2 separate regions of the Sus scrofa genome follow, and region 1 is linked to region 2. A link is a contact called in public Hi-C data. All regions are on one chromosome and are shown on one strand. Each heading gives the region's core, a stretch centred on a gene start, on an enhancer-like site or on the middle of the called end of the contact. The rest is flanking DNA. Distances are from core to core; before and after follow the strand shown. Region 1 overlaps OXTR (oxytocin receptor). Region 2 has its middle 29 kb from the start of SSUH2.

Region 1 (7,126 bases), core at 1,478-3,977, 100 kb before region 2:
CTGAGACCCATCCTTCCAAGCCCAAGTCCAAAGTGTGGGCCTCTTTGTGCACAACTCCAGGGTTTCCATTTAGGTCTTGAGGATAGTGTTCCTGAGAGCTGTGCAGTGCACAACCCGAACAGCTGGACGTGGCAGTTCCATCCAGTGCTCACGCTCATCCAGTTTCCCTCTTGCCCACAGCTGGGGGGGGGGGGCTCCTTCCTCCTCCCATTCATTCATTCTATAAGCAGTGGTTCAGTATCCCCTGAAGGTTCTGTCTCCACAGCCGCTGCCTTGATTTGTGAGTCCTCCCCTGAGGAGAAAGGGCCTCTTCCCAGTCACCCTCCTGTGGCCAGCAGCTGGCACATGCATAACCATGGGACAGTTGGGCCAAGTCAGGTACACCTACAAGCCCCTGGGTGGGACACCCCCAGATTCCATCAGGAGGTTCTGTCCTGAGACGTGGCCACATGGAGTGGCAGCAGTGACCCTGAGTGGTGGACTAAACCTGTCTGCCGGGGGTGAGGGGTTGCTGGGGTTAAGAATGGTGCTGAGGTTGTGAGGAGGGGTGCCTGCCTGTGTACAGGGCATGTAGTAAGTGCTCAGTAAATACTTTAAAAAGACAGTAACGGAGTTCCCACTGTGGCTCAGCAGAAACGAACCCGACTAATATCCATGAGGACATGGGTTTGATCCTTGACCTCACTCAGTGGGTTAAGGATCCAGTGTTGCTGTGAGCTTTGGTGTAGGTCACAGGCGGGGTTTGGATCCATTGTTGCTGTGGCAGTGGTGTAGGGCAGCAGCTGCAGCTCCCACTGAACCCCTAGCCTGGGAACTTCATGTGCTGCAGGTGCAGCCCTAAAGAATAAACAAAGAAAATGTCAGAAACATCAAGATGTGTTGGGTCACAGTTGAGGGGCTGAGAGTTGCTTTGAGCTTGGGAGTGCTTTGGTGGAGGGGCCACGGCTTTAGTTGAGGAGTAGTGGCCAGCTTGGTGTTGCTGCTACCAAGAGTGCTAAAGAGAAATGAAGGCCTTGCCTGGAGGAGCAGTGGGAGGCAAGGTGGGGAGGCTCTCACTCTGGGTTCAGGAACCCAAGGGGAACCTTTCCTGAGGTGTGGGTAGGAGTGAGGTCTTCGTGTCCCCACCAGAGTCCGAGGTTCCTGTGATCCTGATTCCTGGCCACTGAGGGGCAGCCTCTGCCAGCACTTCCCTCTGGTCTGCTGGGAGCTGGCCCCTCCCACCCTTTGCCAGATGCTTTGATACCACCGCCTCTGCCCTTCATGGCCCACGCCTCACACTGTGATGGTCCCTCTTACTCATTCTGTTTCTTTCTCTCCACCTGACTTTGATAGCTGAGTGTACACTTGATTATCCTAGAGGGATCTGCCTTTGAGTCATCTTGTTAAGGGCCCCTCCCCCATTGTCAAGCGGGGACATTGTCTTTGCCTTTCCCACATGCTAGTGGTGGTGGCTGATTTATGCCAACTTCCTGTCTGCTAATTTCATGCTTCAATTCAACTTAGTCCCTTATGGAACATTTCCTATTTTCCAGTCTCTGTTAATAGCTAAGGACAGAGCCACAAATGAGACACAGTCCCCAACCACAAATTATAAACAATATGAAGGGATGATGCTGTAGGAAAGGTATTCATTTATCAAGTACTCTGAGTGCCTAGGAGGCATTTGTTGATCCTCTCCTCCCAGGAGAAAATCAGGAGGATTTGAGAGCAAGCAACATTTGAAAAGGGTTTTGAAGAATGAGTAGGAGCTGTTTAGACAAAGAAGCAGATGCGCATTCCCTGAGGAGATCCTTGGGCAGTTACTTTGTTATCTTTACCCATATTGGAGGAAAACATCTGACTTCCATGTGTATGCAGAGCACATGGAGGATCTTGTTAAAATGCAGATTCTGATTCTTGGTTGACCCCATGAGTCTGCATTTTTATCAAGCTCCTAGGTCATGTCAGAACAGGCACTGAAGCTGACCCATTGACTGCAACTCGTGTAATGAGACTTGATTAACCCTGTTACCAAAATGTGTGGTTAGCCTTTACATGTGTGGCCTGAACTGGGGGCAGGGCCCTGTCATTCTCCAGAGATAGAGAAGGGCTGGTGGTTTGTGGGAAGTCCCAGATCTTCTATTTGTGGAACATGGTTATTTCTTTGGTCCTGTCCAGCCCTGGCCCCACATGTCCCCAGATTTGAGCGGTGATGTCACAGAAGACCATTTAAAACTCTGTAGCCCCCAAATTTAGCTTTGATTCCTGACCTTACATGTGGCGAGTTTATACATCTGTGATTTTTTAAAACAATTTCAGTGTGTAAAATGATCTTTTCAGAGAATGTGCCCTGTCATACATATTACTAGTCAGTCTTTGTGTCAACATACATTCAAAAATCATTAAAAAAAAAAAAAGCCTTCTGTACTGTAACTCCCACATTCCTATATAGCTCCTGTAGGAATAAGGGGTTTGGAGTCCTTAAGGGAGTCCTGATTCACAAGCTGTGCAGTGGGGGTGGGGGTGGAAGGAGGCCTTGAACTCAGTGATTGGTCTCTGGAGTGACAGAGAGCCTTTTAGGAAAGTTGATAAGCTTGATCTGATTCAGATGAGAGGTGTCAGCTTAGCCATATGTTTTTGAATTGTACGTGAAACGTGCTAGTTTCCCAGGAACAACACAGCCAGAGAGGCCATGGCCAGCTGCCCGTCAGCTGTTCCGGCTAATTTGGGCCCTTGGTGACGGTGATGGCTGCAGGCAGTGCCGGGAAATCCGAACAAGGGACTCCTTGGGGCTTGAGTAAAGCCTGGCTGGTAGGCAGGTGGGAGGCTGGGGGCACTGTCCTCGAATGACCCTCTGCTGCCCACCTCCATGAGTCACTCACTGGATGGAGATGCAGAGTTGTTTCTGTCTCCTTGCGGTAGAATGCCCAGCAGGGCACGTTTGCTGTTGGCCTGGCGTGGCCATTCCTGTCTGTTCCTCTGGCACAGAGGAGCCGCCACTTGAAGATCACCCCTCGTCCTTAGCCTTGGGCTGTCTGGCCCCTCCCACAAATGCCGCAGCTCCCCCTTGACTAGGGTGCCTGACTGTGCTTCTCTTTTTGTCACCCAAGTTTGTAAACTCCTTGAAGGTAGGTCCCCAGGGCCAACTGGGTGGCTGGCACTGAGCAGAGGCAGTGCATAAGGATGCATGAACATCTGACCTTCCCCCATCTCCCCCCACCGCGTCCTCCCTCTCCCCCTCCCCCTCTTTCTGGAAGCTCAGGCCAGGCCAGCATGAGGGCTGCTCCCAAGCCCAGTGCCTCCCGCTTGCTCTCCCTTCTGGACCACAGACAATGGTTTGCAGGCGGTCAGGGCTCAGTTCTGGGGGATAGCTGTTACTTACAGAGGGAACTGGAAGTGACAGAGTAGAACCAGCTCTCCCCGTGGAGACCCTGAAATCCCACTCTTGCCCAGAGTTGCAGCCCCCTTCTCTTGTGGGTTTCGTTTGTTTTCTAAGTACTGAAAAGCAAAGACATCACCCCATCCTGCTTCTGGTGGTGTGGGGAACCAAGCTGAACTTACCCTGTGGGTCTGCCCCTCCCCTTTGGAGCCCTTTCCCTCTGCTTTTTAGCATCTTCTCCTCCTGCATGCATTTAGAGCAAGGATTGGATAATCTTTTCTGTAGAAGGCCAAACAGTAAATATTTTAGGCTCCCAGGATATAAGATATTTGTAGCAACAACTCCATTTTGCCCTTGTAGTGCAGAAGCTGCCATTGACAATATGGGAATGAATGGACCTGGCTAGGTTCCAGTTACACATCATTAACAGAAAAAAGCAGCAGGCTGGGTTTGGCCCGTGGGCTGTAGTTTGCCGGCCCCTGGTCTAGATCAGGAGACTTTTGCCAGGAAGGGTGGTGATCTGCTGGGAGGCAATGTGTTTCCTCTAGAAATCAGTCCCCTGTTGGATTTTAAGACTGGGGAGTGGGCAGTACTTAACCTCCAAGGAGGCTTCCATCTCTTTTGGGAAAGGAAGATTGTTCTCTAACTCTGTCCTTCAAATCACACCACCAGGGCAGTTGCCTGGCTAGCCCATATCTTTGCTTTGGGGCTGAGAGGACTTGCTCACTGGAACCAACCTGACTTGCATGAATGTTGACTTAGTTTTAAAAGCCTTCAGACTTCATTACTTGTTCTTGGGAAAGTCTGAGCTTCATTTTCCCCATTATAAAATGGGCATAAAGCTCTTTGAAAACTGTTCTGTCCTGTGCAAGCTCGAGCCTTGATTCTGGCGGTTGACATTACTGCATTGTCATGTGCTCCCCTGGAAGCAGCATGATAAGATGCCAAGGATTATAGTTTCCATGGTTTGTTCTGTTCCTGTTCTCCACTTCTAAGAAGTCTTTCTAGCTACCAAGAAGGGTAATGTTGTAGCCTAAACAAAATACAATTAGTGTGGAAAGTGGATGAGGCCCAGTCACTCATTCTGCTGCTTTGAAACCATCAATGGCTCCCCATTGCCTTTAGATTCAAGTTCATGTTCAGCCTGGATTCAAGATCCTCCTTTTCAGCCTGGCTCTTTCTAGTTTCCTCTCCCATGAACCTCTTCCCTGCCCCGCTCCACAATTTTGGAGGCCCCTGAATGTTTTTGGACAGTCTCACTTATGTGACTTTATTTCTGCTGCATCCTTCTTTTGAAATGTCTTCTATAGCCTGATTTTTATTCCCAATAGTGTGAAATTCCACTGCTATGGACCCATGTCTTTGGTTAGTTAGGATATTACCAATTTTTTTTTTTTTTTAAGCAAGTTCAAGCTTGCCCTTAGCATTTGGTGGCTTGAGGGGAGCAGGTTCAATTTAGAGGGTCATCCTTCCCCCAGAGCCAGACTAGCGGGGTCATTCGTGCCTGTGGCCACCAGCTGGGGGCAGAGGTGCTGACCATGGTCCCAACTCCTCCCACCCAGAGAGGCCACTTGGAGGTAGAACAACTAATGGGGTTGGGTTACTTGGGAATTCATTAACTGTTACTCTTCTGTGTTACTCTTTCTGTAGATTGTTGTTGTTGCTTTTTAATGGGATAAATAAGTTAAAAGATCCAAATGTCAAGAGTGAGGCAAGTAGCATAAACGAACAGCTGCAATTATGCCACATAACTCTGTACAGCTGGGTAAAACATGCTGCCTTTTCTGTCCAGGTGAGAACTGAGTCCCTGAAGACTTCCTTCTACCCATTTCCTGGCTCTGTGCACCTGCATTCTTCCCTAGTGCCTGACAATTTCTGTCTCGATGCCTTTTTACAATTTGACTTTTATGTGCTGATTTTGCCTCTCATTTCATGTTTAATTATGATTTTGAGAATGTTCTATTTTCAGTCTTTGTTATATTTCACCAGATTTTCTAAACTTAAATTCATCTTTTTCTTATTCATCCAAATCAATGTTTTCCCCATTCTCTTTTATGGAAAGTGAGAAATTCAAAAGTCCTGGCTTCCTCCTCCTCTTCACTTTTCCACGTTCCCTTTATTTACTCTTTTAGTCTAAGGATTAGATCCCCCTCCTTTGCTTTCTAAACATTTTCTTTTGCAAGACTTTTGGGCTTTGCATGTTGTGTTGTTGCTTGCTTTTGTTCCACAGGTGTGCCTGGTGATTAGAGCAGTGGTTCTCAAACTTGTCTGTGTGTCACAGGCCCCTGGAGGGCTCTTTGTAGCCAATTGCTTGATGAGCCTCACCCCCAGGAGTCTAATTCAGTAGATCTAGGGTGAGGCCTGAGAGTTGATATTTCTTTTTCTTTTTCTTTTTTTTCTTTGTAGGGCCGCACCCTCAACATGTGGAAGTTCCCAGGCTCAGGGTAGGATGGGAGCTACAGCTGTTAGCCTATATCATAGCCACAGCTATGTGGGATCTGAGCCGAGCCTGTGATCTACACCATAGCTCATGGCAATGCCAGATCCTTAACCCACTGAGCAAGGCCAGGGATCGAAGCCACATCTTCACTGGTACTAGTTGGATTCTTAATCCACTGAGCCACAACAGAACTCCAAGAGTTTACATTTCTAACAAGTTCCCATGTGGTCCTAGAACCCCACTTTGAGAACCACTGAATTCACCTTAGAGTCCTCTATCCCCTTTGGTGCTGGGAGGCTTGGCTGATGGATGTCACTGTGCTCTGTGTCTATGGTGCTATCTAGACCTTGCACATCCAGAAGCCCTGTGAGAAATCCTTTCCTGGATCCGACTCTTGAGTTCTGGAGTTACTTACTAAAAACTTTTTGCAGAACCGAACTGAAGATTAGGCGAGTTTCTAAGCCTTGCAGTTGCCATCACTCATAAAGACGTGGCTGTGAACAGCAATCTTGGGAATATTGTTTTCCCTGGGGGTTTCTAGGCTGGGGGTGCCTGTCCTCCTCTGCTGGTGGGAGGGTGCCTGCAGTTTGTCAGACTTAAGGCCTTTGAAAGAAACCCAGATTTTCCTGTCCCCTTACTTTGGAAGTACTTAGCCTTAGAAATTTTTCTTTTCCCTCAAAGCTTAAATTTGTGCCACACAATGTCTGGAAGTTGATTTCTGATCATTCATTTTACCTGAAACTCGGGAAATCCTCAGTGTAATAGCTGCTTCACAGTGCCTCATGTAGTTTTCTTGTCCCCCTTTCCTGTATAAGTCTTGTTTGTTATGCTGAAGCAGTGCTCTTAGGGAATATTCACAGAAGCGCTCTCAGGGTTGTCAGCTGTGAAGGCAGCACACACTTTCTTGTCACCGAGCCTGTGCTGTTCCCTCTGCTTGGAGCGCCCTTCTTGTCCTCTCTGCCTAGGGACCTCTTAGTCATCCTTCAGGTATCAGCTCAGATGCTGGTGTCCTTGGGGCCAGTGTGCCTACTTCACAGTGCTACTCACTTTGTTTTTGTGTCCCCAGCACTGAGCCTGGCACGTGGTTGTGATAGCAGCCACCTTGTGTTAGGCGCTTGCTGTACCAGGTGCTCTTTCACCCTTGCCGCATTCTCGTGAGGTCTGGGGACACTTGTTATCCCCATTTAAAGATTAGGAAACAGCAGTTTGTTGGGGAATTAAAGTAATTTGTTGCTGGTGGGGCTAGAATATAAGCTGGGTCTGGCAGCTTCTGACTCTGTGCTCTTGGACGCTCTGAGTGGGAGGCAGGCGATGCTTGTGGGGTGAGT
Region 2 (7,415 bases), core at 359-2,858:
CTCTCCTTGCAGTGTGGGCTTCCTTACAACATGGTGGCTCTCAGGGTAAGCACCCCTCATGCCCACCGTAATTGAAGAAATAGGTAGTCCCAGGCTAGAGAGAAAATCTGCTGTGTTGGATGAGCTGGGGATCTGTACACCAATCTCTTACCTGGTGCCTGTGGACAGGTAAATTTTAGAAACTATTTTGGATACATGTGCTGCCTTAGAACCTGCCCATTGAGTAGAACATGACCTGGATGTCCCGTGTACCCAAGCACACGCTGGAACTCCACCTGTTGCAGGGGGAGTGGGTGAGTGGAGGGGGCACACTGCACATTGAATGCCTGGTCGGCTTTGGAAGGGCAGTTCGGGGGCTGGGTGGATCATTGTGTACGAACTTGACTGAGGAGCAAAGGGATGGATCCCAGAGGCTCTGAGATGCCTGAGACCTGCAGACCTCCTGGTGTGGCTGCCTCCAGCCATGCCCTGGTCTCTGTGTGTGGGGAGGGCGAGGGCGGCACAAGTTGTGCCTTGGTTTGGGGTATATCTTGGTTGCTGGGGGCAGAGCCTGGTGGTGGCAGGGGTAACACAAAGGGTCTCCAGCTCATCTCCTTCCGTCTGAGGAGCCAAGGCCTCCAACCTCTGGTGTCAACGTGATGTCCCTGTGTGTGACTACCTCTGTGGTCCTCAAGGGGATGCTTCTTTTCTGCCTCTGGGCATTGGACAACTGGAGAGGAGGGGTTTGGGTTGTTAGAATAATTGGAAACAAGGCTATTGGCATTGGGTGGACAGAGTCCAGGAAAGCTGAGGTGTCCCCAGCACTCAGGGATATCCATACAGAGGAGCGTCATTCCACGTGCTGCCAACGGTCACGGAGAACTTAGTTCTACAAGGTCTGGTCAATTACAACTTAATGCAATGCTTATTGTTACTTGGTGTTCATCTCTGATGGTTGTTGTTCCCCTGTGTCTTGTTTGAAATGGCTTCTAATCCTCTCCCTTCTCTTAAGTCCAAACTTGTTACCCTCTGATGGCTTTATTGGGGTTCCTCAGGCCACTGTGCTCAAGCATCACAGATTGAAATACATGTATGAAAACACTGCTTTCTTCTCATTCCTCCTTTATGTTTCAGTTTGGGCATTCCATTTCTTTTTCAAAACTGGTATGTAAATGGGCTATGTATGAATGTCATTTTAGGCCAGAAAGGGAGTCTCGTGTGTGTTAAGGTCAAGGCCATGTGGCTCATACACGCTGCTGGCATGTGAACATGACCCAATGAGAAAAATCCAGCTGGAATAAACTGGATTACAGAAACACTGACCTAATCAAGCCCCAGTGAGCCCTCAGCCACAGTGTCCCTTTATTCTGATGGTTCTGACAAAATCCCAGATGGTCCCTGGGTCATCCAGCTGTTTGATAACTTTTGCCTGTTTCCCCTTGCTTTGTTATCTGTTTGTATGACCTTTGCTGCAGCCAGGATGTGACTTAATTTGCTATTTCTGCCTGAGTTGGCTGTTGCTGTGTAGCCCCAGACCAAGCTGAAGTCACTCGAGGGTAGAGAGCAGAAGGGCAGGGCAGCCCTAACCCCCAAACTGGCCACCAGACACTATGGCTCTGATCCTGGTTCAGTAGAAGAGCACCAGACTCAAGTGGCTGTCTCTTTCTTTATTGCCCTGCCAAAGGACAACCTCAGCCCTGTTTTCTACCAGGCACTGACAGACACTGGGCCTCTGCCAGGAGGCCAGGAGCATGCTGGGCTTAGTAAGGGTTTCCTAGAAACCTGGCATCTCTGCCCTGAGACTAGGGGATGGGAGGAGAGGGAGGCTGCCAGCAGAGGAAGGTGAGAGAATCCATGTGCAAATCAAGTAGTTTTGATTGATGAGGATGCCCAAGACCCAAGGCAATGGTGGTGGTTATAAGCACATGTGGGTGTGCTCGCACACAGATGTGTAAATAAGTGTGCATGGTGCGTGTGATGTGCATGCATGTATTTTTGTGTGTATGAGCATGTGCATATGTGTATTATGTGTGTATGCATATGTGTGTATGTGTGCGCATGGTGTGGATGTGTGCATGGTGTGTGTTTGCCAGGTGTAGAGGAGGATCCCTGCTTAGAAGGCAGGAGGGACTTCCTCCCCTACCTGGGTTTCCTCTCTCCAGGTCCCCGTCATTCTCTATAGCACCCAACAACCTGGCCTTCAACACCTGTCAGCTTATTGTATTGAGGCCAACTTCAATTTCTAGTTCATGTGCAGCCCTTGATTGGAAGAGTGATGAGAGAACTGTTTTTTCAGTCAGGACTGTGGAGTTACGTTTCTCAGCAGCAAAGACCCTTCTTCAGTCAGCCGCTGGGCCCCAGAGCTGGAATTCCAGTCTTCTTTTGCTTTTTTTTTTTTTTTTTTTTTCTTATGAGTCAGGGATTGTGGAAAGAGCATATACACTCTGGTTCAAATTCTACCCCTACCCTTCACCATCTGTGTGACACTGGGCGGTTCTTTTAACCTCGCTGAGCCTCAGTCTCCTCATCTCCGAGATGAGATACAGCTTGCTTGTCAGGGCGGGTTGAGGAGATATCAGGTGGGCAGAGCTCAGCGTTTGTAGTAGGTGCTTAGTACCTGGAAAGGCTGTCTCTTCCGTGAATGAAACTCCTTTAGGCGCTTATCACAGTGCCTCTCCAGGTGACGAGTGACCCAGGCCTCGTGCATCAAAATGTCCACGAGTGACCTCTATTTCACCATCTCCCCTTTTCCTCACCCTTCAGCTCATCTGGCACGTGCCCAGCTTCCCTGGGTCATTTTCCTGTCGCCCTCAGGTCCGGCTGGATCTCGCTGCCCAGTGGGGCGCATGCGTGTGTGCTGGTCCCTGATTGGACTTGTCTCCGCCTCAGCTGGACCGCCCACCCCAGGGCTGTTGGGTTTTGCTCATGACCGTGTTATATGCGTGTAGTGTATGTCAGTGCTGACCGCAAGGCTTGACCCAAGGGCTGGAGGAACTCACATGTTGATTTGACTCCGAGACTACCGGATTTTAATTCCAGTCTGGCCTCTACCAGCTCTGTGGTCCTGAGCAAGTCCATTCACCTCTGGGGCAGTTTCCTTTTTGTACCTGAGGGAGCTGCATTGGATCTCATTTTTCCTTTTAAGTTTTTACCTTTCTCCCTCAAATAAAATCTTCTGTGGGATCCAGATCCATAAACCTGGTTCACAGATCAAGTAGAGCTGCTGTGGTTGAGGTATGGATGGGGACCCTGAGGCGACCCCCAGCCCCATAATCTGCCCTTTCCTGACCTCCAACCTCCAGCTTTGGGAACCCAGGGAACAAGGCCAGGAAAGCCTTTCCCTAACGTTCTGGGAGTTGGGCTGCATCTCTTAACAGACCACAGGGGCCACTTCTGGGAATTCCTGTGTCTGCCTGCCTGCCTGCCTTTTCTTTTCTTTTCTTTTCTTTTCTTTTCTTTTCTTTTCTTTTCTTTTCTTTTCTTTTCTTTTCCTTTTCTTTTCTTTCTCTCTCTCTCTCTTTCTCTCTCTTTTTCCTTTTTCTTCTTAAGAATCAAACTTTTTGACCTGTGCTTATTTTCTAATTTTGTAATCCTTGGCATCAGACAGGCATAGAAAAAAGTACCATAGAATGTTCTATCTAGCAGTACTCTAAGCAGTTGATGGTTTTCCTATACTTGGGGACAGAAGAGCCCTGTGGCATCCAGATTTGGAGTTCCCTCCCTCTAGCCTCATCCCCACGCTGTAGGAGTGGTTGCTGCTTGTCTTTATGTGGTCAGGTCTGGGGGCATTTCTTTGCCACTTCCTCATCAGCTGATGGAATTGGGATTTCCAGCTAAAAGATAGATGTGACCTGGATGTGGGGAGCTAGTCTTTTAGGCCAAAATAAGCCCCTGTCATTTTAGTGACCATTTGTTTTTGTCCCATGATTGGAAAACCAGGCAGGACTTGAAGGGGGCTGGGACACAGTGTGGGATGCCCTGTAGGGCCCAGAGCCACATTGTGTGGCCTCGTGGTCATGGCCCAGAGTTTCCACCCTGGCTCACCTGCAGATCACCCATGCTTGCCCAGAGATCTCCCTCTATAAGCTGGTAGCGCCAACCAGTAAGGGTTGTGGGGGGAGACTAAATGAGTAGTGTGGGTGATGTGCCTGGCACATGAGTTCTTAGAAGATTTGAGCTGTTACTGGCGTGAAGGCATCCAGCGAAGAGCAAATGGAAGAGATTGGAAGCTTAGCATTGAGAGTGGAGCAGAAGGAGAGTGCTATAAATTGAATGTCTCACCCAAATTCACATGATGAAACTAACTCCGAATGTGATGGTATTGGGAGGTGGGGCCTTTGGGAGGTATGCATGTAGAGAGTAGAGGGTAGTGGGTTTGGTGCTTTTGTAAAAGAGACCCCAGGGAGTTCCCTTGTCACATGAAGTTATAGCCAGAAGATGCCTATCTGTGTATAAAGAAGTAGGCCTTCCCTACACACCCATCTGCTGGTGCCTTGATCTTGAACTTGGCGTCTTTAGAACTGTGAGATATTTCTTTTGTTTCTAAGCCCCCCAGTCCATGATTTCTTGTTCTAGCAGCTCAAACAGACTTAAGAGGTTGTCTAAGCACAGAGTCTGAGGCCATGTGATACCAGGAAGTTTCTTCCAAAAGCCAGTCCAAGTATCTGGACCTGATTACACCAACGTCACCTGGAACATTTGTCAAAAATGCAGATTCCCAGTCCCACGTCTAGATATTCGGGGTATTGGTGGCTGAGATTCTGTAGTTTAAGCCAATACCCTAGGGTGATCCTCATGCACAGTGACAAGAGGAAATTGACACTTTGAGTCGAAATACCTGGGCTTTGGAATCAGAACTTTTGAACCTGAAATTTTCTCACCTTACTGTGAGCTTACCATCTCTAACTTGTTTCTTTAACAGTGAAGTGGGGAGAGTCTCTGCCCAGCCCCTTGCAGGGCTGTTTTAAGGCTCATATAAGACACTGAATGGGAAAGTCCTTTGCAAACTAAAACACCACATACATATTTTTCTTAGGAGTTGGACAGTCAGCTTCTTACGTTTCCAAGGCTTCCTGCTGCCTTTGACTCTGTCCACCAGGGGGCAGCAGGTGCACACACATGAAACCTCAGGGCCATCTGCATAAGGGAGCGCCTTTTCTGGTAAAATAAAAACCCTGTGAGGGTCTATTGTTCTCATCAGTCTTTGGGCTTATTGGGCCACCTCAGGGAAATCAGGGTGGCTCCAGAAAGTTTCTTTAGAGATGCATTTAGTATGTTTTCTATTATTTGTTGGCTCCAGTTAAAGCTGCTTTATCCTTTTGAAAAGACACCAGAGACATCAACAGTGACATTTAGGAAGCCAGGCTTGAGATGGAAGGCTGGACGGTAGGACCCTAGGTCAGTGCATTAGCTCTTGAGTCCACTTCACTCACTGACTCACTCATTTACTCACTCACTCGTTCATTCATTCAGCAGGTAGGAACTGAGCCCCTTCTCTGTGCTGGCCGCCAGCTAGCCCATGCCTTGGGAAAGCAAAGGTGAATCCAGTCCTGATCTCGCCTTGAGGACCCCTGGACTTCAAAATGATGGCGAACATTCCTGGGGTACCACCTGTGTGTTAGGTGCTGTCTCGGCTCCTTATACACATCAGCTGATGTGAATCCTGCAAGGGAGTTATTAACAGAACCTCCACTTGGCTGAGGAGGGTCTGAGGCCCAGCGAATTTCAACCCACCTCGAGAAAGTCCACAGGCAGGGATTTGACATGGGCATTCTGGCTCCAGAGCCTATGCTCCCATCCGGTGTGGTGAGGGAGACGGGAGTGATAGTGACTTAGCAATAAGCATAAGGGGAGGCTCATGCCTTTGTCACCTGAGTTTCTGGGCCTGCTGGCTAGGTCCTGGGGCTCAGTCACTCCTGGCTCATCTTCCACTATCCTCCCACCCCCCACTGGGTGCCTGGCAATCCTTCAGTCTTTTTTTTTTTTTTAAGCTTTTTAGGGCCGCACCCAAGTATATGGAAGTGCCCAGGCTAGGAGTCAAATTGAACCTAGAGCTGCTCAATGTCAGATCTGAGCCACATCTGCAACCTACTCCACAGCTCACTGCAATGCCAAATCCTTATCCCACTGAGCAAGGCAGGGGATTAAACCCAAATCCTCATAGATACTAGTCAGATTTGTTTCCACTGTGCTACAACAGAAACTCCTCTCCAACACTTTATTGATTATTTAAGGTATTCCTAAATGGTACTCTGTTGGTTAGCAACTCCAGTCCCCCATTTATAGTCTTAAACTTTATTATTATTAATATTTTTATTGAAGTATAGTTGAGTAAAATGTGTTTTCTTCAGGTGTACTGCAAAGTGATTCAGTTATACACATATACATATCTCTATTCTATTTCATGTTCTTTTCCATTATAGAGTATTACAAGATAGAGAATTTAGTTCCCTGAGTTATATAGTAGGTCTCTGTTGTTTACCTATTTTATATATAGTGATATGTATCTGCTAATCCCAGACCCCCAATTTATCTGTCCCTCTCCTCTCCTTTTCTCCTTTGGTAACCGTAAGTTTGCTTTTGAAGTCTGTGAATCTACTCCTGTTTTATAAATATTCTCATTTTATAAATATGTTCATTTGTATTTTTTTTTTAGATTCCACATATAAGTGACATCATGGTATTTGTCTTTCTCTGTCTGACTTATTTCACTTAGTGTGATAATCTCTAGTTCCATCCATGTTGCTGAAAATGGCATTATTTTGTTCTTTTTCATGGCTGAGTAGTATTCCGTTGTGCATATGTACCACATCTTCTTTTTTTTTTTTTTTTTTTTTTTTTTTTTTTGTCTTTTGTTGTTGTTGTTGTTGTTGTTGCTATTTCTTGGGCCGCTCCCGCGGCATATGGAGGTTCCCAGGCTAGGGGTCGAATCGGAGCTGTAGCCACCAGCCTACGCCAGAGGCACAGCAACGCATGATCCGAGCCGCGTCTGCGACCTACACCACAGCTCACGGCAACGCCGGATCGTTAACCCACTGAGCAAGGGCAGGGACCGAACCCGCAACCTCATGGTTCCTAGTCGGATTCGTTAACCACTGCGCCACGACGGGAACTCCCCACATCTTCTTAATCCATTCATCTGTCAGTGGACATTTAGGTTGCTTCCATGTCTTGGCTATTGTGAATAGTGCTGCAGTGAACATTGGGGTGCATGTATCTTTTCAAATTAGAGTTTTCGTCTTTTCCTGATAGATGACCAGGAGTGGAACTGCTGGATCACATGGTAACTCTGCTTTTAGTTTTTTAGGGAACCTCCATGTTGTCCTCCTTAGTGACTGTACCAATTTACATTCCTATCAACAGTGTAGGGGGGTTCCCTTTTCTCCACAAGGAGGGACTTTTTAAATCCCCATTTTACAGATGAGCAGATTGAGGTG

Evidence for each region. Hi-C and Micro-C count contacts between places; a contact is called where the count stands out from the background.
Region 1: a Hi-C map of embryonic fibroblasts shows a contact between it and region 2, with 3 times the contacts expected there. The contact joins two enhancer-like sites. A contact is called at or near these places in 5 of 47 Hi-C or Micro-C datasets (embryonic fibroblasts, heart right ventricle and skeletal muscle).

The regions. Positions count from the first base shown.
Region 1 is chr13:65,139,027-65,146,152 of Sscrofa11.1, reverse strand. The region is part of intron 1 of OXTR (oxytocin receptor); the gene reads left to right. Among named protein-coding and RNA genes, the nearest start is that of OXTR, 11 kb to the left of the region's middle. Within about 2 kb of position 2,727, at least 9 of the 83 cell types and tissues checked have an H3K27ac peak or open chromatin away from gene starts, as enhancers often do.
Region 2 is chr13:65,033,379-65,040,793 of Sscrofa11.1, reverse strand. No RefSeq gene overlaps it. Among named protein-coding and RNA genes, the nearest start is that of SSUH2, 29 kb to the left of the region's middle. Within about 2 kb of position 1,608, at least 5 of the 83 cell types and tissues checked have an H3K27ac peak or open chromatin away from gene starts, as enhancers often do.